Regions from separate parts of the Mus musculus genome. Here region 1 is linked to region 2. Evidence: chromatin contacts called from public HiChIP or PLAC-seq data. All regions are on one chromosome and are shown on one strand. The core of a region is the stretch at or near the end of the contact, and the rest is flanking DNA. Distances in the headings are between cores, read along the strand shown.

Region 1 (5,512 bases), core at 2,129-4,628, 170 kb after region 2:
AAGGCTACAATGTATTTTTGAAGAGAGCTGGTAACTTTTGACAGAGCCTTTCTAGTTAGCAGATCCATGGCATGGGGGAGGAAAAGGATTGGGAGTGTCAAGGCAGGAAAGTAAACTCTGTATCTTTAAGGCCACCACAGGTGTCTTTCTCGGACCTGCTGAGGTGCACCGGAAACTGGATGGGTGGGGCTGTGCAAGCTGAGCTGAGACAAAGTATATCAGTGCCCGTGTGCTAGAGCCACCCAGAGAGGTCTCTCACAGGGGAGGAGTGTGGCCAATCCGGCAAAAATGTTTCTGAGATCGCAACTGTCTATCATTCAAAATTCCTTGCTTTAAAACTTAACACTGGGGGCTGGAGAGAAGGCTCAGCGGTTAAGAGCACTGACTGCTCTTCCAGAGGTCATGAGTTCAATTCCCAGCAACCACATGGTGGCTCACAACCATCTGTAATGGGATCTGATGCCCTCTTGTGGTGTGTCTGGAGTGTACTCATATATACATACATACATACATACATACATCTTCTTTTTTAAAAACTTAACACTGATGGTAGGATATCCAGAAAGTAAGGAAAGAGAAACCAGCCTTTCTGCCGCCATCTGAGCTCACGCCATCTGTGCTGTCAGCAATTATTTAGGGTTAATGGGTATTTATTGATGCTAGCTATAATTTTCCTTAAAGTCAGTTTTTCCTTAGGAACCTAGTCAGCTGCTTTATGTTGTTGCTTATTTTTGCTTACTTGCCCTCAAGACTCAGCTGATGGAACTGCCTGGTCTGGGATCCTTACGTCTCGTCTGGGGAGTGCTCTCATTGCTCATTATGGGACTTGCAGGTGGAAGGCAGAGAAACTGGTAGCAGGTGTGAGACGTGAACCTGCCCAGGAGACCCATCCAGTCCCGTGTCCCTCTGACGGGCCTGACCTTTATACCTGCCTGTCCCTCAGCCCTACGAAGCCTGTGTTCCCCACGGGCTCCATGTGGCAATACCATGGCTCTGTTGTATGTGGGCTGACTCAGAGCACTCCAGGCTTGGTAAACTGAGGGCAAAAACAATTGCCTTTCATCTTGTGGGCACACGCAGACATGACTGCTGGTCTGGTTATACCTCATCTGCTGTAAGTGCTACTGCTAGGACAAGAGATGGTCGGTCTATAACAGTATGCTGGGAGTATGGTCAGTGAGCTAAACAGAAGATAAAGCTGACCAAACATGCCTGCTGCTAGGGCTGAAGAGATGGCTCAGTGGTTAAGAGCCTACAGTTCTTGCAGAGGACCCAAGTTTGACACCAGCTCTAGAGGATATGTTGCCTTTTGCTTCCAAGGGTGTCTGCATTAATGTGTGTCTCCACATGTAGATCACACACACACAATTAAAAACAAAATAAATCTTAAAAACAATAGATACTGCTTTGGCCAAATTGTTACAATGAAGTTCTGGCACAGAAAAATACTCTGGGGCTGGAGAGATGGCTCAGTGGTTAAGAGCACTGCCTGCTCTTCCAAAGGTCCTGAGTTCAGTTCCCAGCAACCACATGGTAGTTCACAATCATCTGTAATAGGATCTGATACCCTCTTCTGGTGTATCTGAAGATAGCTACAGTGTACTCATATAAATAAATTTTAAAAAATGAAAGAAAAATATTCTGTGTATTTTAAAGAATCTTGTAACACAATTTACTAAGTACATTTTTCAGGAATATTCTGAATGGCAGTGTTAACGGTAGGATCTGGTTAAAGTAAAAAGAAGGTGGTCACTTGGTCATGTTTCTTATTCCATGGCAGACTAAGGCTGGGAAGGGTCCTGGTGCCCCATTTAAACACCAAAAGTACAGACCTCGGCACGGGTGCTTCTCTCAGCCATGTATGTTGGGCCTTTTCAAGGGTTCAGGGGTTGACTGACAGTTCTCATTACCTTTTTCCGGGCAGAATTTCAGTTTCCTAAGATGGAGTCAAGCAAAAAGATGGATGCTGCTGGCACACTGCAGCCTAACCCACCCCTAAAGCTGCAGCCTGATCGCGGCGCAGGGTCCGTGCTCGTGCCGGAGCAAGGAGGCTACAAGGAGAAGTTTGTGAAGACGGTGGAAGACAAGTACAAGTGCGAGAAGTGCCGCCTGGTGCTGTGCAACCCGAAGCAGACGGAGTGTGGCCACCGGTTCTGCGAGAGCTGCATGGCCGCCCTGCTGAGGTGGGTGCCCTCCAGGGCTCAACCCCCACTCACCTGCTTCTTCCAAGACCTCCAGCGTGGGGGGCCTTTAGAGCAACTCAGGCACATCTCATGCTTGAGTGCCTGAGACCTCCATACCTTGCCCTGCCTGCCTCACATCCCACTTGCCCAGGCCTCTCCGCCCACAAAGCTTCTGTGCCTCCCATCTGCCTTGCTGTACTCTGTGCAAGAAGCTTATGTTTTATGGTGGTCATGTCAAATGATCCTAAGTCCTTAAAATTGAAGAGTGCCCTGGGCCAGGAGAGAGGAAGGTCAGGGTCACATGCAGAACAGAGCATGTGGCAAGGCTGCATGCTTGCCTGGGGGATCCACAGAGATCTGGGGTACCAAGACTCTAGAAGCTCATGAGTCTAGTAATTGCTATGGTAAAGTCACAAGGGCAAGTTGGGATTTGGAGGACAGAGTTGAGTCAGCTGGGAAGAGCATCATCGTGCAGCTTTTTATATTTGCCAGGCACTGTGCTTGACACTCAGACCACTGCAAGACACACTGTGCCGTCAGTGCCCTCAGGACACATTAGCTTCAGAAGGCCACAGAGTTTTTCTCATCTGGTCACTCACACCTGGGTGCCTGAGACCGAGGCCGAGCCCAGTAGCCAGGCTCCTGTGCGTCCCACACCCTCAGCACATCCATTCACGTGTCCCACACAGGCCACTTGGTTTTGCTGAGAGTGAAAGGACCCAGGTTGAAATTGCTGATGACACAATAGGTTCAGCACCCAATTTGCATGGAAGAGGACCTGGAAACCACCTGGGCTCAGGAGAGGCCTGTAGTGGGGTTTCCTGGAGGATAGATGCAGCTCCCCTGTGCAGGTGAGTTTGTAGATAGCCCAAGACCAGAGCATCAGAAGGACTTCAGTATTTGTGGGTGCACCTTCCAGAGGCTCCCCTCCGAGAACCACTGTGGCACCAAATGTCACTCTCGTGGTCATTAACTCATAGTCATTAAGTCTTCCCAATGGGACTGAGCTACTGAATGTAGTCGCATGTTTTAAAGTTCAGTGCTTTTTCTCCTGTGGATTACTATTTAAACTCAGTTTTCAACAGCCCTGGAGCCCTGCCTGTTGCTGCAAGCTCGAGCAGGCCTGACTACAAAGGAAAGCATTCTGTGCTGTGAGCCTGGGGGAGGGGCTGACTCCTGCTCTGACATACTTACTCTGCTTCCTTCAGCTCCTCCAGTCCAAAATGCACAGCGTGCCAAGAAAGCATCATCAAAGACAAGGTATGCTTACCCATTTCCTTCCTTCAGACAGAGGCTTGCTCTATAGTTCAGGGATCCCCAAACATAATGGACCTTCTTGCCCAGCCTCTGAGTGCAGGGGCACCACCCTTCTGGGCTTTTTAGATGGCTGACACATTTCACATAGCTTACGTTTGATGCTGTGTAAATCAGTTTATTTTTCTACTTGATTTATCATTGGGAGGAGGTGCATGCGTGCGTAGTGTTCACATGGATATCAGAGTACAACCTTGAGGAGTTCTGTCCTTCTTCCCTTAAGTGGGGTCTAGGGATCAAATGCAGGTTGCCAGGTTTGCACGGAAAGTGCTTTACCCTCCGGGCCACCTTGGTTTCCCATAGCTTTTGTACAATGCATTGAAGTTCAGTTTTGTTTTACTTTTAAAAATTAAGCTGGGTATGGTGTTGTACACCTTTAATCCCAGTACTCAGGAGGCAGAGGCAGGTGGATCTCTGGGAATTGGAGGCCAGCCTGGTCCTCATAGCAAGATCCAGGACGGCCAGGGCTATATAATTGAGACCTTTTCTCAAAAACAGTTATTACTTCCGTGGGGAGGTGAGGGTGGGAGTCTAGGTCAGGCTAGCCTTGAACTCACTTAGTAACGGAGGTCCTTCCTTCTCCGTCTCCCAAGGCCCAGGATCGCAGGTGTGCGCTCCCACATCTAGTTTCCGCAGTGCTGAGGGTCTTTCTCAGGGCTTCGGTGTGCTAGGTAAGCACACCACTAACTGACATACATCTCCAGTCCCTCGGGGTTGGTTGGTTTGCTTGAGATAGAGTTTTACTGTGCAGCTCTGGCTGGCCTTGAAATCCCAGAGATCTCTGCCTCCACACGTAGCAAGTCCCTTGGTTTTCCCCCCTTTGTTTTGATTTTTGAGATTAGAGTTTCCTATGTTGCCCAGGCTGGCCTGAAGCTCACGGCAGCCCTCCGCCTCAGCTCCTAGGATTGCAGCATGTTCCAGAACACTGACTTGCAGTTTTGTCAGTGGTGCAGCAGGCTCCACGGCCCAGCACGTGCTGTGTGAGCACCCGGGCAGACTGGGTGTGGAGGAGGAGCCAAACACAGCTTCAGCTGTGCCTCCTGCAAGGCGCACTGGCCTCTACTGTCCTCTAGCCTTAACAGTCTCAGTCTGACCTGTTCATGCCGTGGGAAGTCCTATTCGGAGTCTGTCCGGAGCTGTGAGAAGTGCTGAGGTGCCTGTTGTGGCAGAATCGCTGCCATCTTGTAGTTTTCTGTCTCATACAGCTTATACTCAACTTGGAGACACTAGCTTTTACCTCAGACATGCCAGTGGGAGGCTGTTTAAATGTGTTCTTGCTCCCCCTTACCAGTGTCTTGAAGTGTGTAAGCAATGAATGAGATCAGCTGCTGTGTGCCCACATGGCTGTCAGCATTGGCAAACTTAGAGTGGGGACCACTGAGGGGACCCTACCTTTTTCCAGAAGAACCTGATCCCTCCCCTTTTCTCTGGCACACGGCCACTCACAGACTGCTAAGCCCTTCCAGGTACATTTGTAGCTTGAAACAGCTCATTCTCAAGGACTTAAATATCAATAAAAATGCGTGTGATTCCAATATTTTGATTAATGAACCTAACAATTTTTAAGTGTAAGCTATTAAATTCCACACTAAGAATCTTGCTCTGGGGTTTCCTGTCAAAAGTATTTTCAAGTGCTGGACTTGCTGGTCAGGGCAGCCCAGGTGAGGCTGCTGGCCACAGGCCCTGACCCCTGGGCGCTAGGAAGAATGACCTCTGATGGAACTTGTTCTGGGTAGGAGCGGGGAGTCAGCCAGCCCTCAAGCTTTGTCTTATCAAACTGCTGCCGAAGACCTCAGTCACTTGTCACAAGAAGTAGGTCACAGCCTTTTCTTATTTATTTATTTTTTTATTATATGTAAGTGCACTGTAGCTGTCTTCCAGAAGAGGGAGTCAGGTCTCATTACGGATGGTTGTGAGCCACCATGTGGTTTGCTGGGATTTGAACTCTGGACCTTCGGAAGAACAGTTGGGTGCTCTTACCCACTGAGCCATCTCACCAGCCCCTAGCCTTTTCT
Region 2 (5,836 bases), core at 2,165-4,664:
AGCTTGCAATATATTAAAATGTTCTCATTAAAAAGCATTTGAAAGTCTGGGGTATGGTAGAGAGCTTGCCTAGCATACAGCGTTTGGGTTTTGTCCTTAGTACTGCAGAAAAATAAGTGAGTGAGTGGATGGATGGATGGATGGGTGGGTGGGTGGGTGGATGGATGGATGGATGGATGGATGGATGGATGTGTGGGTGGATGGATGGATGGGTGGATGGATGGATGGATGGATGGATGTGTGGATGGATGGATGGATGTGTGGATGGATGGATGGATGGATGGATGGATGGATGGATGGATGGATGGATGGATGGATGGATGGATGGATGGATGGATGGATGGATGGATGGATGGATGGATGGATGGATGGATGGATGGATGGATGGATGGATGGATGGATGGATGGATGGATGGATGGATGGATGGATGGATGGATGGATGGATGGATGGATGGGTGGGTGGATGGATGGATGGGTGGATGGGTGGTAGAAGAGGCAAAGTGTTTGGTATTTGCCTTTAGTAGGGGAGGTAAGCAGGGTAGTTTAAAATTACAACTCCAAGATTATGAACTCTTCTGTGGTAAAATAGCTAGTCTTGTTTAGGCTCTAGTCTTACTTGCAGTAATTGATTAAATGTTTGAAATGGAAGGGGAATAATTGAAATAATTTTCTGAAAGCCTATCCCCTTAGATATTAAGTTGTGGTGTGTGTAGATTTAATGTGACAGTTGCCATGACCCAGTGTGTACATAGGATCTCAAAGTGGTCTTTCCCAGTTCTCCCGTCTTAGATGTGAGTGACTAGTCCGGAGGCCTGTGGATGTTAAGATACCTGTTTCTTTATTTGGTTAAATCTGTTGAATTATAATTTTTGAGTGGGTAATAATACTATTGATGGAGAGATGACTTGATTTCAGAAAGCATACATAGCGTGGATTGTGGTTACTGGGAACTGAACCTAGGTCCTCTGCAAGATCAAGTGCTCTTACCCACTGAGCCATCTCTGCTGCTCCAGTAACTACTGGTTTTTATTTGGTGCCCACATTACTCCAAATGTGACCCTTGAAGATAACGTCCTTTTCAGAAGTTATGCTGAACTTCAGGTTTTGCATGCGTCATTGCTTGTTAGTGTATTTATCTTATGTTTTCCTATGCATTCCTGATATCAGTTATTTCTGTAAGGAGCAGTCGTTTCTTTTATAGTGGAGATGAGTTACTAGAGAAACCAAGATCTGCTGAGTGTGGTGGCGCATGCCTTTAAACCCAGCACTCGGGAGGCAGAGGCAGGTGGATATCTGAGTTCGAGGCCAGCCTGGTCTACAGAGTGAGTTCCAGGGCAGCCAGGGCTACAAAGAGAAACCCTGTCTCGAAAAACTAAAAAAAAAAAAAAGAAAAAAGAAAAAAAAAGAAATCAAGATCTGAGCATCAGATAGGAACATATGCTGTCAGGGTGTTGATGGTCTATCTCTCTCTTAGGGCAGAGCCTGTAAGGAGTATGTGCACACGTCCAGTCATCTCACACACTTAGAAGCTGGGAGTCCCCACCATGCTGCTGTCTTGATTCAGAGCCTTAGTGTTTATGAACTGCCTTCTCTGTTTATTTGTAGCACCTGCCTCTGCTTCTCTCTTTACATTAAAAATAAAAAGATCTATCTGTGTGCATTGAGTGCAGTGCCTGCAGAGGTCAGGGGTCAGATCCCTGGGAGCTGTAAGCCAGCTGGGTGGGTGCTGGGAATTGAACTCGGAGCCTCAAGATGAGCAGTGTGTTCTCCTAGCCACTGAGCCATCTCTTGCCCACTTCTGTAGTTCTCACTAGTCAGTTTTGTTGAGTTGGTTTTTGTTGTAGTTTTGTTTGTTTGTTTTGTTTTAATCTCCTGTAACAAAGGCTGTCTTCAAACTCAGCAAGTATCTTTGGCCTTGAACTCTTGATCCTCTCTCTTCTCTCCAGCTCTCTGATGGCATGACTACAGGCAGGAGCCACCAAGCCTGGCTATTTATCCCTAATAGACTTACTTACTTGGTTACTCAAAACTTGCTTTGGATATGGGATTCAGGAGCAGGATGAAAGGAAAGAGAATTCCTAGGCTAATGAGAGTGCACTAGTTATGCAGACAGCTACCAGCCACTCCCCATGGGTGAGTGAGTAAATCCAGGTGTTGATGTGAATTTGGGGATAAGAAAACAAAAAACTGAGCAAGCAAAAAAAAAAAAAAAAAAACCAACAAAAAGTAATTGTAATTACAGGTAAAACATTTTGTAAGAATAGACATGACACCATGGTATGTGGTATGACTCAGTTACATAGTATTCACAGGGTTAAATGCACTGGGAACTGTGGGCTGATCAGAGAGGGGTTGAGGTTAAAAAAGCCAAATCCTCTTTCTCTATAACACATAGAGGCAGATAGAATTGAAATTTTTGTTTTTTGTTTTTGTTTTCTTTTTAAAGATTTACTTATTTATTTTATGTATGTGAGTACACTGTAGCTGTACAGATGGTTGTGAGCCTTCATATGATTGCTGGGAATTGAACTCAGGACCTCTGCTCACTCCGGCCCCACTTGCTCAGCCCCGCTCACTCCAGTCCACAGATTTATTATTATATGTAAGTACACTGTAGGAGTCAGATCACATTATGGGTGGTTGTGAGCCACCATGTGGTTGCTGGGATTTGAACTCAGGACCTTCAAAAGAACAGCCAGTGCTCTTACCTGTTGAGCCATCTCACCAGCCTATCCTGTTGTTTTTTGCTTTTGCTTTTGCTTTTGCTGTTTTTTGTTTTTTTGTTTTTTGTTTTTTGTTTTTTTTTTTTGAGACAGGGTTTTTCTGTATAGCCCTGGCTGTCCCAGAACTCACTTTGTAGACCAGGCTGGCCTCGAACTGAGAAATCCACCTGCCTTTGTTGTTTTTTTTCAAAACAGGGTTTATTGATGCAGCCCTGGCTGTCTGTCTTAGAACTCTGTAGATCAGAATGGCCTCCAACTCAGACATCTGGTTGTCTCTCCCTTCTGAGTGCTGGGACTGAAGGCATGCACCACCACCACCCAGCATAGCCCATATGATTATTAACAAAGGGGACAACCACACACAGCCACTCACAAGTACATTTAGGAACCTTAACATTGACAATACCCACCCCTCCCAATACCTCTCTTCTCTAGGACCCTTCCCAAACTTTGGGGGGCTTCTAGCATTTTTTTAAATCTGAAAACCACATGAATATGCTGTCTCAACTCTCTGCCTTTTATGCTCCTATCCTCCTGTCCCTGTGGGCTGTAGATGAAAATCTCTAGGAAGCTGCTCAGTCATTCAGGTTTAGATCAAAATCTGCATATAACTCCTTGGTGGTAACGCCTCGAGTCACAGCCAGCTTCCCCAGCAGCATCTGTGAGACATCCTTGATGTCATTGTACTCATGGAGGAAGGAGATTGCTGCTCTAGCTCAATCACACGGTAGCCCTCTGCTATTAACTGAGAGATCTCCTTGTCCAGCACATCCTGCTTCTCCTTCAGTTTCTGAACGTCAGAGCTCAAGGTCTCCTCGCTGGCATCATCACTCTCATCAATCACGGGGAATGGCCGTTGCGGTGATCGGTAACCCCCATGGTAAAGTCGGCTGAATTCTGTCTGACTCACTCTCCTGAACCCTAAGGTCCAGGGTACCTGGAATGGGGTGGGCTTAAACTCTGAAGGGTCCAGGGTTGGGGTTAAACGGCTGCTTCAGGGAACTAGAAATCAACGATGACGATGATGACGACGACAGAGACCACCAATCGCCCCACCAGAACTGAAACTTTTAAAAAATCAGTTTGAGCATGTTGTTAGAAGCTGATAGAATAGAAGATGATTCTTTGCCCAGAAATAATACCTGGCTCAGAAATAATTGCTGGGTTTGGCAAGGAGCATTAACTTATAGTAGAATCCAGATACCTGTTGGGCAGTGGTGACACACGCCTTTGATCCTAGCAGAGTCAAGCAGATCTGAGTTCGAGGCCAGCCTGGTCTACGAGTGAGTTCCAGGACAGCCAGGACCACACAAAGAAACCCTGTCTCGAACAACAAACAAACAAACAACTGTTGGTCCCTATTTGAGAGTAGGTGTCACTGTTTTTTAGGCTGGCCTTATTCATTCTGTAGCCCAAGGAAACTTTAAATTTAGGATTTTACTGCCTTAGACTCAGATTAGGATTACAGCTCTGTACCACCACCAAGCACAGCTTCAGGAAACAGAGTCAGGTGGATTTCTGAGTTTGAGGCCAGCCTGATGACCTACAGAGTGAATTACAGGACAGCCAGGGCTACACAGAGAAGCCATCTCATGAAGAAAAAAAATATCTTTATGTTGAATTGGCCAGAATAAGTAGGAGTTAACTCAAGGCCTTTAGAACGCTAGACAGAAAGCCTGCCAACCTTATTCTGACCCCTCTTCTTTGGTTTTGTTTGTTTGTTTTTTTGTTTGAGATAATGTCTTCCGAATGACCTTGAACTTATAATTCTCCTGCCTGCAATCCAAGCTCTGTGTGTGTGTGTGTGTGTGTGTGTGTGTGTGAGAGAGAGAGAGAGAGAGAGAGAGAGAACTTATATGTAGCTCAAGCTTATCATCTCAAGCACAGTGCTCATGCCTCAGTTTCTCTAGTTTGCTGTCACTCTGATGTGGTTTTCTCCTTCGTTTTATAAACCCCAGGACAGTGGACATTTGTGAAGATGGTTTCTGATATACTATGTTGAGTGGTATATGTTAGACACATGGCAGAGAGAGAGGATGTTGCATGTGTGTCCACCGTTGGAAGCTTTTAGGTGACTTCTGTTCTCATATTTAAGGTCTCTTGCCCCCCTCCCCTATTTAGTGTGGGTGTGTTGGTGTGGACATGTGTGTGATCAGAGTGTGGATGTGTTGGTGGTGTGCACATGTGTGAGATCAGAGTGTGAGTGTGTTGGTGGTGTGCACATGTGTGAGATCAGAGTGTGAGTGTGTTGGTGGTGTGCACATGTGTGAGATCAGAGTGAGTGTGTTGGTGGTGTGCACATGTGTGAGATCAGAGTGTGTGTTGGTGGTGTGCACATGTGTGAGATCAGAGTGTGAGTGTGTTGGTGGTGTGCACATGTGTGAGATCAGAGTGTGAGTGTGTTGGTGGTGTGCACATGTGTGAGATCAGAGTGTGAGTGTGTTGGTGGTGTGCACATGTGTGTGATCAGAGTGTGGATGTGTTGGTTGTGTGCACATGTGTGAGATCAGAGTGTGAGTGTGTTGGTGGTGTGCACATGTGTGTGATCAAAGGACAAGCTTCAGAGTCCGTTCTCTCCTTCTACCAGGTTAGCCCTGGTGTTGATCTCAGGTTGTCAGTCTAGATGGCAAGTGCCTTTATCTTTGTTCTCCCCCCCCTCCCCCCGTGAGCCTGTCTGTCTGTCTGTCTGTCTGTATGTCTCATATATACACACACCCCATACACGTTGCCCCACCCCCATCTTGTTAGGTTTATTATGACCCAAGTGGGTTTTTAAAAAATTATTTATTTATTTTATGCAGGTGTGTACATTGTAGATGTCTTCAGACACACCAGAAGAGGACATCATTGGATCCCATCACAGATGGTTGTGAGCCACCATGTGGTTGCTGGACATTGAACTCTGGACCACTGGAAGAATAGCCAGTGCTCTTAACCACTGAGCCATCTCTCCAACCCCATGACCCAGTGTTTTAATCTTAATTTAAGACTAACCTCAACTTGGAGCCAATCTATAATACTTTTATTTATTCTCTTGTGTGTACGTGTGTATGTAAGTGGGGTTGCACATGTGTTACAGCATGCATGCGCATGTCAGGGGACAACATTTGGT

Evidence for each region. HiChIP or PLAC-seq counts read pairs in DNA pulled down with a chosen protein or histone mark.
Region 1: a contact with region 2 is called in an H3K27ac HiChIP or PLAC-seq map of T-cell acute lymphoblastic leukemia, with 4 times the contacts expected there. The contact joins two enhancer-like sites. A contact is called at or near these places in 1 of 484 Hi-C or Micro-C datasets (the AML12 cell line), 2 of 115 datasets of contacts at active chromatin or transcription factors (T-cell acute lymphoblastic leukemia and embryonic stem cells) and 3 of 9 other capture datasets (adipose tissue, embryonic stem cells and liver).

The regions. Positions count from the first base shown.
Region 1 is chr12:111,235,638-111,241,149 of GRCm38.p6, forward strand. It overlaps Traf3 (TNF receptor-associated factor 3), which reads left to right. Exons shown (of 12, transcript NM_011632.3): 3 at 1,925-2,183; 4 at 3,392-3,443. The coding sequence starts at 1,942. Among named protein-coding and RNA genes, the nearest start is that of Amn, 33 kb to the right of the region's middle. Within about 2 kb of position 3,379, at least 58 of the 459 cell types and tissues checked have an H3K27ac peak or open chromatin away from gene starts, as enhancers often do. A contact at or near this core is called in T-cell acute lymphoblastic leukemia, where this site is marked.
Region 2 is chr12:111,064,462-111,070,297 of GRCm38.p6, forward strand. All of the region lies in intron 2 of Rcor1 (REST corepressor 1), which reads left to right. It also overlaps the pseudogene Gm46379. Among named protein-coding and RNA genes, the nearest start is that of Rcor1, 28 kb to the left of the region's middle. Within about 2 kb of position 3,415, at least 4 of the 459 cell types and tissues checked have an H3K27ac peak or open chromatin away from gene starts, as enhancers often do. A contact at or near this core is called in T-cell acute lymphoblastic leukemia, where this site is marked.